Regions from separate parts of the Solanum lycopersicum genome. Here region 2 is linked to region 1. A link is a contact called in public HiChIP or PLAC-seq data. All regions are on one chromosome and are shown on one strand. The core of a region is the stretch at or near the end of the contact, and the rest is flanking DNA. Distances in the headings are between cores, read along the strand shown.

Evidence for each region. HiChIP or PLAC-seq counts read pairs in DNA pulled down with a chosen protein or histone mark.
Region 2: an RNA polymerase II HiChIP or PLAC-seq map of leaf shows a contact between it and region 1, with 7 times the contacts expected there. The contact joins the promoter of LOC101256517 here to the enhancer-like site in region 1. A contact is called at or near these places in 1 of 1 promoter capture datasets (leaf), 6 of 8 Hi-C or Micro-C datasets (leaf and leaf mesophyll) and 1 of 1 datasets of contacts at active chromatin or transcription factors (leaf).

Annotation. Positions count from the first base shown.
Region 1 is chr1:75,305,213-75,310,996 of SLM_r2.1, forward strand. No RefSeq gene overlaps it. Among protein-coding and RNA genes, the nearest start is that of LOC101246861, 7.4 kb to the left of the region's middle. Within about 2 kb of position 3,244, at least 2 of the 2 cell types and tissues checked have open chromatin away from gene starts, as enhancers often do. A contact at or near this core is called in leaf, where this site is marked.
Region 2 is chr1:75,349,754-75,355,537 of SLM_r2.1, forward strand. It overlaps LOC101256517 (heavy metal-associated isoprenylated plant protein 32), which reads right to left and starts at 2,413. Exons shown (of 3, transcript XM_004229390.5): 1 at 1,897-2,413; 2 at 1,566-1,641; 3 at 1-1,481. The coding sequence starts at 1,926.

The DNA.
Region 1 (5,784 bases), core at 1,994-4,493:
TGATAATTTTATCATATCACTATTTGAATAAATAAAAATAAATTGTTTTTCAATTTTCTAAACTGAAGCAAAAGTGTACAGAAATAGTAAATACTATTTAAGAAATGTGAATGTATATCAAAAAAAACAAAAAAAGAAACTTTGGTTAATCTTCTTCATGATTGCTTTGCCACATGAAACTAAGTACTATCTAATTGTTTGTTTAGTCAAATAGACATATCCTCTCTCACATGCATTGTGTATATTCATGTTGGTAATCATCATTATTCCTTCTTTTTTAACTTTTTCATTTTATTTTTTTTTTTTAATTTCTTTGCTTTTTTGTGTTCATCCCTTACTCAAGACTCTACTTCTCTCACATGAATATTGCATTTCCCCACTTTTTTAGGGTTCTTTTCTTCATTGTCTTTTTATTCAGAGTTGTTGTCTGTCTTGTTGTTTACTTGGACAAATGTTGATTTCCAAAGAGGGAGTTTTGTTTCAAGTGTCAGTAATCTTACTTTTAATTATGAGATCAAAGACTTTAACTTTGACCAATAAAATGACCATTAACACCCTAAATACATGCTCAAATCTCAATAACATGTTCACCTAGACCTAGTTCTAGATTAGTCACACATACTTATATACATATATATGTACTTTTTTTGTTATATATAATGAAGTGATGGTAAATGAGAGGCTAAAATAATAATAAGGAATTGTTTATATAGAAGTGGTGTGTTATTACTCAAAAGTAGCACAAACACAAGCATACTATATAGTTTAGGGGAAATGTCCACAATTATCAAATGTACTACAAATTCAAATGAGTCAAATCATTTTATAAAACTCCAAAATTCATGGTCCCAACACCTTACTATACCTAAAAGTGTTACCATTTTGTTTGAACTTATAACCTCAATAAATATAATGGTCCAAACAGAAACAACCCATCATCACATACCAAATGCCCACATATCATGTCTCCTGGCCCAATAGTTTAAAATCCAATTTGAGTTTAGTTTTTATGTAAGGAAAGTCATTTTTTACGCTCAGTGAGAATCTGTTTGGTCAAGCATCTAAAATCGTGTCATCTAGAGTATTTAAATAGTTCACTTCAAAAGGATATGTTAGTGCCACGAAGAAGTCATAATTCAAATCGTTGAATCATCTATTGGGCCTTCATACATATATTAATATTAGAAAAATCAAAAATTTTGACGAAAGAATCTATCACGAGAGTCGCACAAATTTTTCAATAAAAGAAAAAGGAGTTAATTTTTCATGAACTTTGTTCATGCCAATGAAAATTTCTTCATAAAATGATCATATTTTTTTAAAGAACTTGTCGGTAATAAATATTTAATATCATAGAAATAAACTTTAACCATTTTGGGTTTCCAAAAGATGGAATTAGTGACAACATGTATATGAATTATTTGTGTGACTTCATTATTATCATATTACTTCAAATGTACACGTAAATTAATTGTGATGTAATACACTGTATCAATATTATCTCCCTTAATCTTGTGGAAGTAGCTAGGAATATAATGATCATGTATATTTACTTAGATACACCATGACGAAATAATACATAAAATATAAATACTATAGTTTTCAACAAGCTTTTTCATGTACAAATAATTATGACATGCCCATTACGTCATTTTTTAGGAGACGTTAGGTATGAAATATAAAATATAATAATTTTGAGATAAAATACGGAATCATTTTATCTTATATTAGATTGAAGGTATTAGATAGTTATTAAATTAATTATTCAACCATTTATTCATTGAGGGAACAAATTGTTTCATATATATATATAACAAGATAACTTATTTCAAAATAATTTATCTAAAAATAATTAATATTGGTATAACTTGTTTCTAATCGAACAACCCGCGAGGAAATATCCTCATTTTAATTGGCAAACTAAAAGTAAAAAAATAAAATAAAAAGATGATATAAGGCTTTGTAAAAATATCTAGAGAAGAGGGAGGTGCACATGAATTATCAGTCAGAGATCTTAAAAAAAATGCTTGACATGCTAGAAGATATTTTCATGCAAAATATTTTTTTTTAGGAAAAGTTACTTTTGTGTTTGATTTCCTAAAACTCTATTTTAAGAAAAATATTTTGCATCAAAAACCACTTATTAGATGAAAGTCGTTAATTTTCCTTTACAACAGTCTAAATTCGTTAATCAATATTGTATTTTCTTTTTTCATATTTTTAAGAAAATATAAACTAAAAGAGTGATTTTGACAGAATTATTTTTATCTTGGTCGATCTTAATTTAATTTCACTGTTTTTTTCATCATACTAATCTCTTTACACCTTTATTGATTACGGTTAAATATAAAAATGAATAATTAATTGTAAATCAACTATTGTTACTAAGCATGATTATTAGAATTATCCGAATGGAGTATACTATTTATATTAATTAGTCAATGTGTTTGATAAATAATTGAGAGAATAAGTAAATATAAATAAATTAAAATTTATTTATAATATATTGGACATAAAATTAAAATTTTATTTTTAATATTTACAGTCACATTCAAAATTTTAAAATAGAATTAATTAAGAGTGTAATTTAACAGGAGCCTTTAAGTTGAAACGGGGGGAGGAGTGAGGACTTTAGTCACTAAAAATGTAATGTTAATCAATTTTAACTTTTTATTAGTGAGCTTAAACGATTCTTTAATCATTCAGATTTCCACGCTAATTCCTTTGTGATATAACATTCTTTTTTTCCTCCTACTTTATTGGAGTAATTCCTACTTAATTATTTTATACGTGTGAAAATGATATTACAAATATTAAATTATCATGATAAAAGTTACAATTTTTAAATAATTCTTTTATTACTATTACGATATTTGATACAATTTTTGACATATATTCGACATTTATATTAACAAAAGAATATCGTATCAAAAATATATTATTATGTCAATATTAGTCATTTAGAAAAAAAAATATTTTTCTATTATTTAAAAAAAAAAAAAAAAAAAGGAAGCGGCGAGAAATTGTGTTTGGTTTCTAAATTGGGACCCACCGTACTTCCAAAAAAGATTCCGTTTACTATCCGCACAAAAGGTGTATAGCAGGCTAAACGCCAATTATCGCCGTTAATGATGCTTCCGTCATCGTTTAAATTTCTGTTGATTTCCTCATTTACCCTTCGTAAAATCATTTAATTGCTCTTCCTTGCCACTTTACCGTTTCAATTTGTTCAACCAACGCCGTTTTGTTCGGCTTGGCTCGACTCAATAAGCCATTGAGCTATTTTCTCTCCTTTTTTTTGGTGTGTGTTTACATTTTGACCCCAATAGTTTTTTTATAATTGCATTTGAAGGGAAAATGTAGTAAATGAGGTTTTAATTTATTCATTGGAAATTGTAAGGAAAATTGGAGTAAATGAGATAAGGAAAGAAGAATGCAAGTTGGGATTTTCATATGACAAGAGGTGAATTGAGAGTTAGTTGTAGGGTATATAATGTTGACTGATTTTTTAAAGACATTTAATGGGGCATGTACCTTTGGGATATGAATTAAGTTTTATACTTAGGTGAAATTTTAATTTTAAAAATATAGAAGTTATATGCATCAACTACAAAACTTAGGTAAAGAAAATTTTAGTAGCTTTTTGATTGATTAGCTCAATTTTTAATTTGTTGGTGAGATTTGATTTTCACATTGTAGATTTCTTTCTAACTTTTCTTTTCCCTATTCCTAGCTAAGATTTAAAAATAAATAAAAAGAATATAAGGTGGCAATTAAGACGGATAAAATTTACGTGCATCGGGTGTTTACGTCGATTTAATATATGCATGTTACGTGTTTAAATTTATAGTTTATTTTACTCAATTTTAATTAATTAACATGTATTAAAATATATATATCAAAATGTATCGAATAAATTTATATATATAAAAAAATTATATTATTTTTTTAAAAAAAATGAAACATACAACTTTTCTGGCGGGTCTGGAAATGACTATAAGTCAAAAAATTATTAACACCCAAAGTTCTAACTCCAAAACTTATTACTATGTTATTTCTATTGAAACTAAATTTGTTTTCGTATTTTGATTTTTGAAAAGTAAACTACAAGATATTTTTTGTCTCCTGTTATTCAAGTTTTCTTATTGAAAACTTAATTTTAGTTATTGATAGTTCGGTTTTTGAGTTAGTTTTCTTATTCATGTGATTTAAGTTCTGATTTTGCTTAACTTTGTTTAACTTTACGATATTATAAAATAGTTGACCTCACAATAAAGCTAAATAGAGTTCTGATAGAGTATATACGAATAATGCTAAATGGAGTGTATCAGTAATTTTGTATTAATAATGTTGATATTAATAATATTTGTATTTATTATTTCTTATGCATTATTTGATTTAACGTACTAAATATAATAATATGTATTGCATAAAAAAAATTATTTACAAATATATCATTCAAAAATAATTGAAAAAGTTACAAAAAAAATTTGAAGGACAATGAGATCTTTAACCATGGTAATGGATACACTAAAATGGTTGAGGATTTGAAGAATTGCATCACAATACAACTGTACATTGCCTTATAGATTAGTAATTGCTTGTTGGTTAGTTACATAACATAATTGTTTATGCAAAGTGTACTTAGTTGGATAGGTTAATTATAGTGTTTAGTTAGTCGATAATTTTGTATAAATAGATCAACATACAGTTGTAAATCTAAATATTGAAAATATGTTGTATAACAATCACAATTTCCCTCCTCTCTGATTTTTTATTTCCTTCGATTCTCTACGCATTTCCATGGCGGATATTCATGAGTTCTGAATAAAAATTCCTTCTATTACTAATATCTAAAAATTCATAGTACTAGTAATACGCATACACATTTTAATACACAATAGAGTGTATAATTAATTTAAGGGGAACTTTCTCATATGGCCACTCCAAAATAGCTCAATACGTTTCATAGTTATAGCTTGCTAATTACGATTTGTAGCTGCATGCTATAGGGATGAGAGTGGCGAGCGAGATTGGGAGAGGGAGGAGAGAGGTGAGAGAGAGAGGACAGCGAGAGGAGACAGGCGAATTATATATATATATCGAATTGTGTATGTATATCTGCAAATAATTGTATAAATATAACTAATATACATATGTATTTGTCTATTCGGCAAGTGAGATTGGGAGAGGAAGGAGAGAGGGAACGAGAGAGGGCATAGAGTTGAGAGAGTGGTATATATTTATGTAATTGTGTGTGTGTGTGTATATTTATATATATATATATATAACTGATATACATATGTATTAGTATATCTGGCGAGAGAGGGATGAGAGGGGCGAGCGACATTAGGAGAGAGAAGAGAGTGGCGAGCAAGAAATGCAAGAGAATAGAGATATGCTAATTGTATTTGTATATATGTGTATAATTCGTACTTGTACATGTACAAAAGAGGACAAGTGGCGTAATTAAAACTAAAATTAAGTTGTGAGCCATATTTGATTCAAATTATAGCTATATTAGCTAATTAACTAGTATATATTTATTTTTTACATAATTGTCTCCTAATTTAATCGTACATAGCATGTTAATCAAGATATTTTTAACACATAGAATTAATATATGCATTTCCTTTGCTAATTATACACTCTACCAAACAATCCTAACCACCTTTTAACTTATCAACCAAATAGGGAGGAAAATAACCACAGTTTGAATTTTACTTCACCACTCCAACACCTATACTCCAAATGAAATGTGATGTTGATGAAATAAAAGACAAT
Region 2 (5,784 bases), core at 1,163-3,662, 44 kb after region 1:
TGGATGGCCGTAGTAATACGGGTTGTATGGTGCTGGAGGTGGCATGTAATTGACAGCAGGTGGTGGTCGAGCGTACATCATTGGTTGAAACCTTTCGTTCCCATTGGCACGCTGCTGTTGTTGCTGCATCATCATAGCTGCCATTTGTTGCTGCTGGTAGTAAGGATTGCCAGCCATGACTTCAGGACCAGCACCTTGGAAGTAGCCACCTGCATTACCACCACTACCACCTCCACCGCCCCCCATTGCCGCCCCTGCTGGTAGGCCTTGGACTGCTGAAACATGGCTCATTTGCCCCACTGGATTACCCATTTGACCCATTGGAAGACCACCCATTTGGCCCACTGGAAGACCACCCATTTGACCCATCTGCCCCATTGGATTAGGCATGTTTCCCAACTGGCCCATGTTTACACCTCCACTCATAGCCATCATCCTGTTTGGCATGCCTTGAGGCATCCCATCATTTCCTCCACCTCCTTTTTTGGCCCCATTGCCATTCATGTTAGGAATATTGCCAGCACCACCGCCGCCGCCACCATTCTTGTTCTGTCCACCACCACTCGGCTGCCCTCCACCATTCTTGCCACCCTTTTGAGCAGGTGGTCCTCCACCTTGATTTGGGTTTCCCCCATTTCCACCGCCTTTCTTACCACCGTTATTTCCGCCCATGTTAATCTGAACAGGGACATTACCACCACCTTTTTTCCCGTTACCACCACCGCCATTATTGCCACCATTGTTTCCGCCATTACCACCCTTCATAAGCTGAGGGTGCTGCCCATTCATCATCATCATATTAGGCATCTGACCTCCTCCACCATTACCACCCATCATCTGCTTCATCTGAGCTCCAGGATTACCACCCATCATTGGTGGCTTCATCTGAGCTCCTCCTCCTCCTCCATTACCACCCATCATTGGCAGCTTCATCTGAGCAGCACCACCTGCACCCGGGCCCATCATCCCCTTCATTTTCACCGGGATATCATCCAGTTCATCATCCAACTCATCCTCATCAAAATCATCATCCTCGTCATCAGTCAAATCATCCTCATCAAAATCATCATCAGTTAAATCATCCACCTCAGGCATGGTAAACTTAACAGCCTTTGGATTCTGGTCTTTCCCCATTGGGGGAAGTTTCAAGTCCTTGAATTGTGGGGGCAGCTTCAGATCTTGTAAATTCTTCAACTGTTGAAGTTGCTGCTGATTTGGCATTTGAGCTCCTCCTCCTCCACCTCCTCCACCTTTTGGCTGATTGTTCCCACCTTTCTGAACTTGGACTTGGCCTTGGCCTTTGTTATTACCACCTTTACCATTATTATGCTGATTTTGTTGGTTGTTAACAGCCTTGGGAGCACCCCACAACTCTGCATGTTTCCCACTCTTGGCTAATTTCTTGATCAGAGTGGCAGCCTCTACATTTCCAGAAACAGTCACTTTTCCTTGTTCTGAATCTATGTTTGTCTTATAAACCCCTGGATATTTTAAAAACAGAGTATAAAACAAGCCATATATAAATCATATTTGGATATTCATATATTGAGTCTTGGGAAAAATACCTTCAATCTTTTGCAAGATTTTCTTTACTTTATGCTTACATCCATCACAGTGTATATTGACTTTAAGGACACAAGTCTGCATGCACAAGCAAAGCCAGCCAAACCCAACACAGAACAGAGTAAAGTAATCAACTTTCTCAGAAACAATAGTGAATAAATCCATAACAAGTTTTGATCTTTCATTCAAACAAATACTAATTACTTCACAAAAATGGAAACAGAGGATCTTGAATTAGAAACTCAAGCAACCCCCCTCCCCCCCCAAAAAAAAAACAATTTACACACACACACACATTATTAGAATGAGCCAATTGAGGAGAGAAAAAAGTACCTGGATCTTCAAGAACTCTTCTTTACTCATATCTCCAAGCTGATGAACAAAAAATCAAACAAAAGGGGTAATATTGAAATGAGAAAAGATGAGATTTTTATAGATAATAGATCTGGAAAGAAACTAAAAATCAACACAGAAATGGTGAATTTACACACACACTAAAAAACTCAAACACCCCCTTTCTCCATTCTTTTTCCTCAAATGGGGTTCTACCAAACAAACACAGAGAGCAAAATGTGAGGAAAAACACCAATCTTGATTAGAAAGAAAAGAAAACTGAAGTGATTTAGAGAAGGAAGAAAAGGAGAAAGTTTTCAGCAATGGGTTGTAGACATTATTATAACTTCTCTAATAGTTCCTCTATTTCAGAGTTAAAGAAAAAGAGAGAGAGAAAGAGGTAAACACTCAAAGAAAGAGCAGACTGGCACAAAGAGTGAGAGAAAAGAGAAGAGAAGGGTGGCCTATAAATGTTCTCACTCACACTTCTTTGTTTTTGCCCTTTATTTATTATTGTAAATTTTCATTTACTTTTATTAGTTTTAGGGCTTTCTTGGAAAATAAAAGAAAATCTAAAAACTCTCGTCTCTTTTCAGTTGTCATGTTATTTTTATTAAAAGTTAATTTAATTAATTTTTAAAATTATATTAAATGATATATATGATTAAAAAAATTTGGATACTAAAAAATGATTAAGGAAATACTATATGTTATAACATTTTGTATCTCAATATGGTAAAATATTAATTAAAATTTGACTTCGAAAAACATGACAATTAAAAGAGAACGAAAAGAATAGTCAATATTATCTGAAGAAGAAAACTTTTTTTTGGCTTTTTCCTCTTTTACATTTAATTTCTTTTACTTCTTTTGGTTTAGGGGCTTTGATGACTTAAACTAGTTGGCTTCATGGCTTGGCTTAATGGCTTGTTGTGAGTTGGTTGTAAGTTGGTCAGCAAAGTATAATAAAACTAAGAAAGTAACAAAACTGATAAATAAAAGAAATTATTTATTATACAACAAAAATGAATAAACTCTTGGCAGAATTTATCCCAACAAGGTAATAATGTAATAAATGAGGTAGGAAGCAAATATTACTCTCAAATTTTGGACCTTATGCAGCAAATTACTGTCATTTCTCCTCCTTAAAATGTCAATTCTAAAACTTCCTTTTAATTATTTTAATGATTTTTCACACCATGATTTAATTTATTGATTAAAATTTTGAGTATCACATATTTATATATTGATAAATAATGTGTATTTAACTTTTTTTTTATTAAGATTAAATTATTTGATTTTGTAGAAACATCTACGCACATAGATATTTACCATGATTTAATGTGAAGGAAATTTAATAAATTTTTTGGAAAAAAATTCATAAAAAGTCATTCAATTATACAAATTTGATTAATGATCGATATTTACCATGATTTAATGTGAAGGAAATTTAATAAAATTATTGGAAAAAAGTTCATAAAAAGTCATCCAATTATACAAATTTGATTAATGATAGATATTTACCATGATTTAATGTGAAGGAAATTTAATAAAATTTTTGGAAAAAAATTCATAAAAAGTCATTCAATTATACAAATTTAATTAATGATAGATATGTACCATGATTTAATGTGAAGGAAATTTAATAAAATTTTTGGAAAAAAATTCATAAAAAGTCATTTAATTATACAAATTTGATTAATGAATTTGCAAATAATGTGATGTCCAAATATTATTCATAATTTAAGGAAATAAAGTTCGATAGTGGACTCTCTTGCAAATAAAGGAAGGAAGTAAGTCAATTTGAGTTGTTTTGCTTATTTTATTTTTTAGGTCTTTCTCATAATTTGGAAAATTATATTTATCTAGTACCTAATAGTTCTGAGTCCAATTTATTGATTTATATTTTGTCGTTACCAATAAAAATTAAACTTTCTCCGAGTTTACAATTAATTATTATGAATTTTTTTTATAAAGTCAAATTATAAAAATTTTAATTAATTTTTTATGATGTATATTTTCATTATATTGATATGCAAAAAAAATTATAATTTATATTATTTTTATATGATTTTTGAATATTTATTTTTAAAAAAAAAACATATCAAATTAACGTAATCTAATTTAACTTTAAAAATTAGTCAAATTAACTTTTGAAAAACACAAAATGACAAATAAAAGTTGACAGAGAAAATATATCTTGCTAAAATATAAACCTTTTAGGACCTAATTAAAGTGAATATGACTATACTACATCAAAGATGATCATAGCGACTATTATTTTTTAATTGTTATTAAATATATATTTTAACTGTAATTAATATGTATAAGTTTTTAAAATATTTAGCGATATTGGTTTTAATTGCACGTAATTAGTGGCGATAAAGATTTTAGCACTCTTTATTACGGTCAATATTTACTGTCGCTAAAAGTTATTTTTGTTATAGTGTACATTATTTAGGACCCGTTTGGTCGTAGATTTTTCAAGTAAAATTTGGGAAAACTTTAGGTAGTTAAATAGTATTTGTCTATAATTATTTGGCAAATAACTTAAATTATCAAGTACTAGAAAAAATCAATATTTGGGCAAATCTCATTATTGAAAACTTTTAAGTATTTAAATTCTACACCAAACTTTTATCTTTTATAAAATATATCTGTAGTATTTGTTTGCGTTTTATTACAAACATTTTACATGAACACCAAAAATATTGATGAACTATTCAGTGAATATGAAAGCGATGATATGGTTGTTGATAAAAATGACGAACAATTGGTTTAGAATAATAGAATCATGTGCTTTGTCTACTTCACAATGTATGTAAAGATGCTTGTTGCACTCACTCCAAATTATCGCATTAATCCAATGTCATGGACGGTGCTTTTTATTTGTTGCAACGAAGATTCAGCTTGTTGCTGAAGTCATGAATCTTATTATGTCGACGTTTCTATTTTGCTATGTAATACAAATTATCGTTAATTTTGTTAGTTTTTAAAACTTATGAATATAAGTTATATTTATTTAAAAATGAAATGTATTTTCTAAATATTATGGCAAAAAACATGATAAAATTTCACTCAAATTCTCACTCATATAATATTTACAAAAATATTTAAAAGTTTATGACAAAACGCTAGCTTAGCATCCCATCCCAAAGGGATCTCCCACTATTTATTTTAAGTAACTAGGAGATAATTAGACTCCTCTCTGTGTATATATTGGATGTAATATCCTAGAGTTCTCATATTGAACTATATTACAATTCCTTCGTCTTGTATTATTATGGATAACTCTCTTTATTCCACTTAATGATTACAAAAAAGTTTATATACTTCAATAAAAGTGAATTATATAAAATAAAGAAAAAACTTTTATAGATCAAAAATTGTATAGACAAACTAATTGAGTGACTTATATATCTTACTATGAGTCATCCTAACATATGTAATAAAAGTATAAGTCAAGTTAATTTCTATTATCAAGTTCTACGAGGTTCACCATTCTACTTTACTTAAGAAAATTACTATTTTTCTCATTTACGTAGATGATATAATTATAACGATAAAGATAAATTTGATATGTGAAAATTGCGTTACACTCCTAGTTCAAGATAAAGAATCTAGAAAAGCTAATTTTTTTTTGAATTTAAGATAAATTGTGTAAAAAATGCTCTAATTTAAGATGATCCGCTGCATGTTGGTGCATGATGCTTGGCTCATGCATGTAAGAGACAATTTTAAATGTACATCATCGCCATACACGTAAAATATAAAAGTATGTTTGTTGCATACTCCTAAATCATTGAGTACAAATGTTATTATCAAATAAAATTTGGTATCAAAATAGATGAGTCAATCTCATTAATGGAGATAATGCTAGTGCAATAT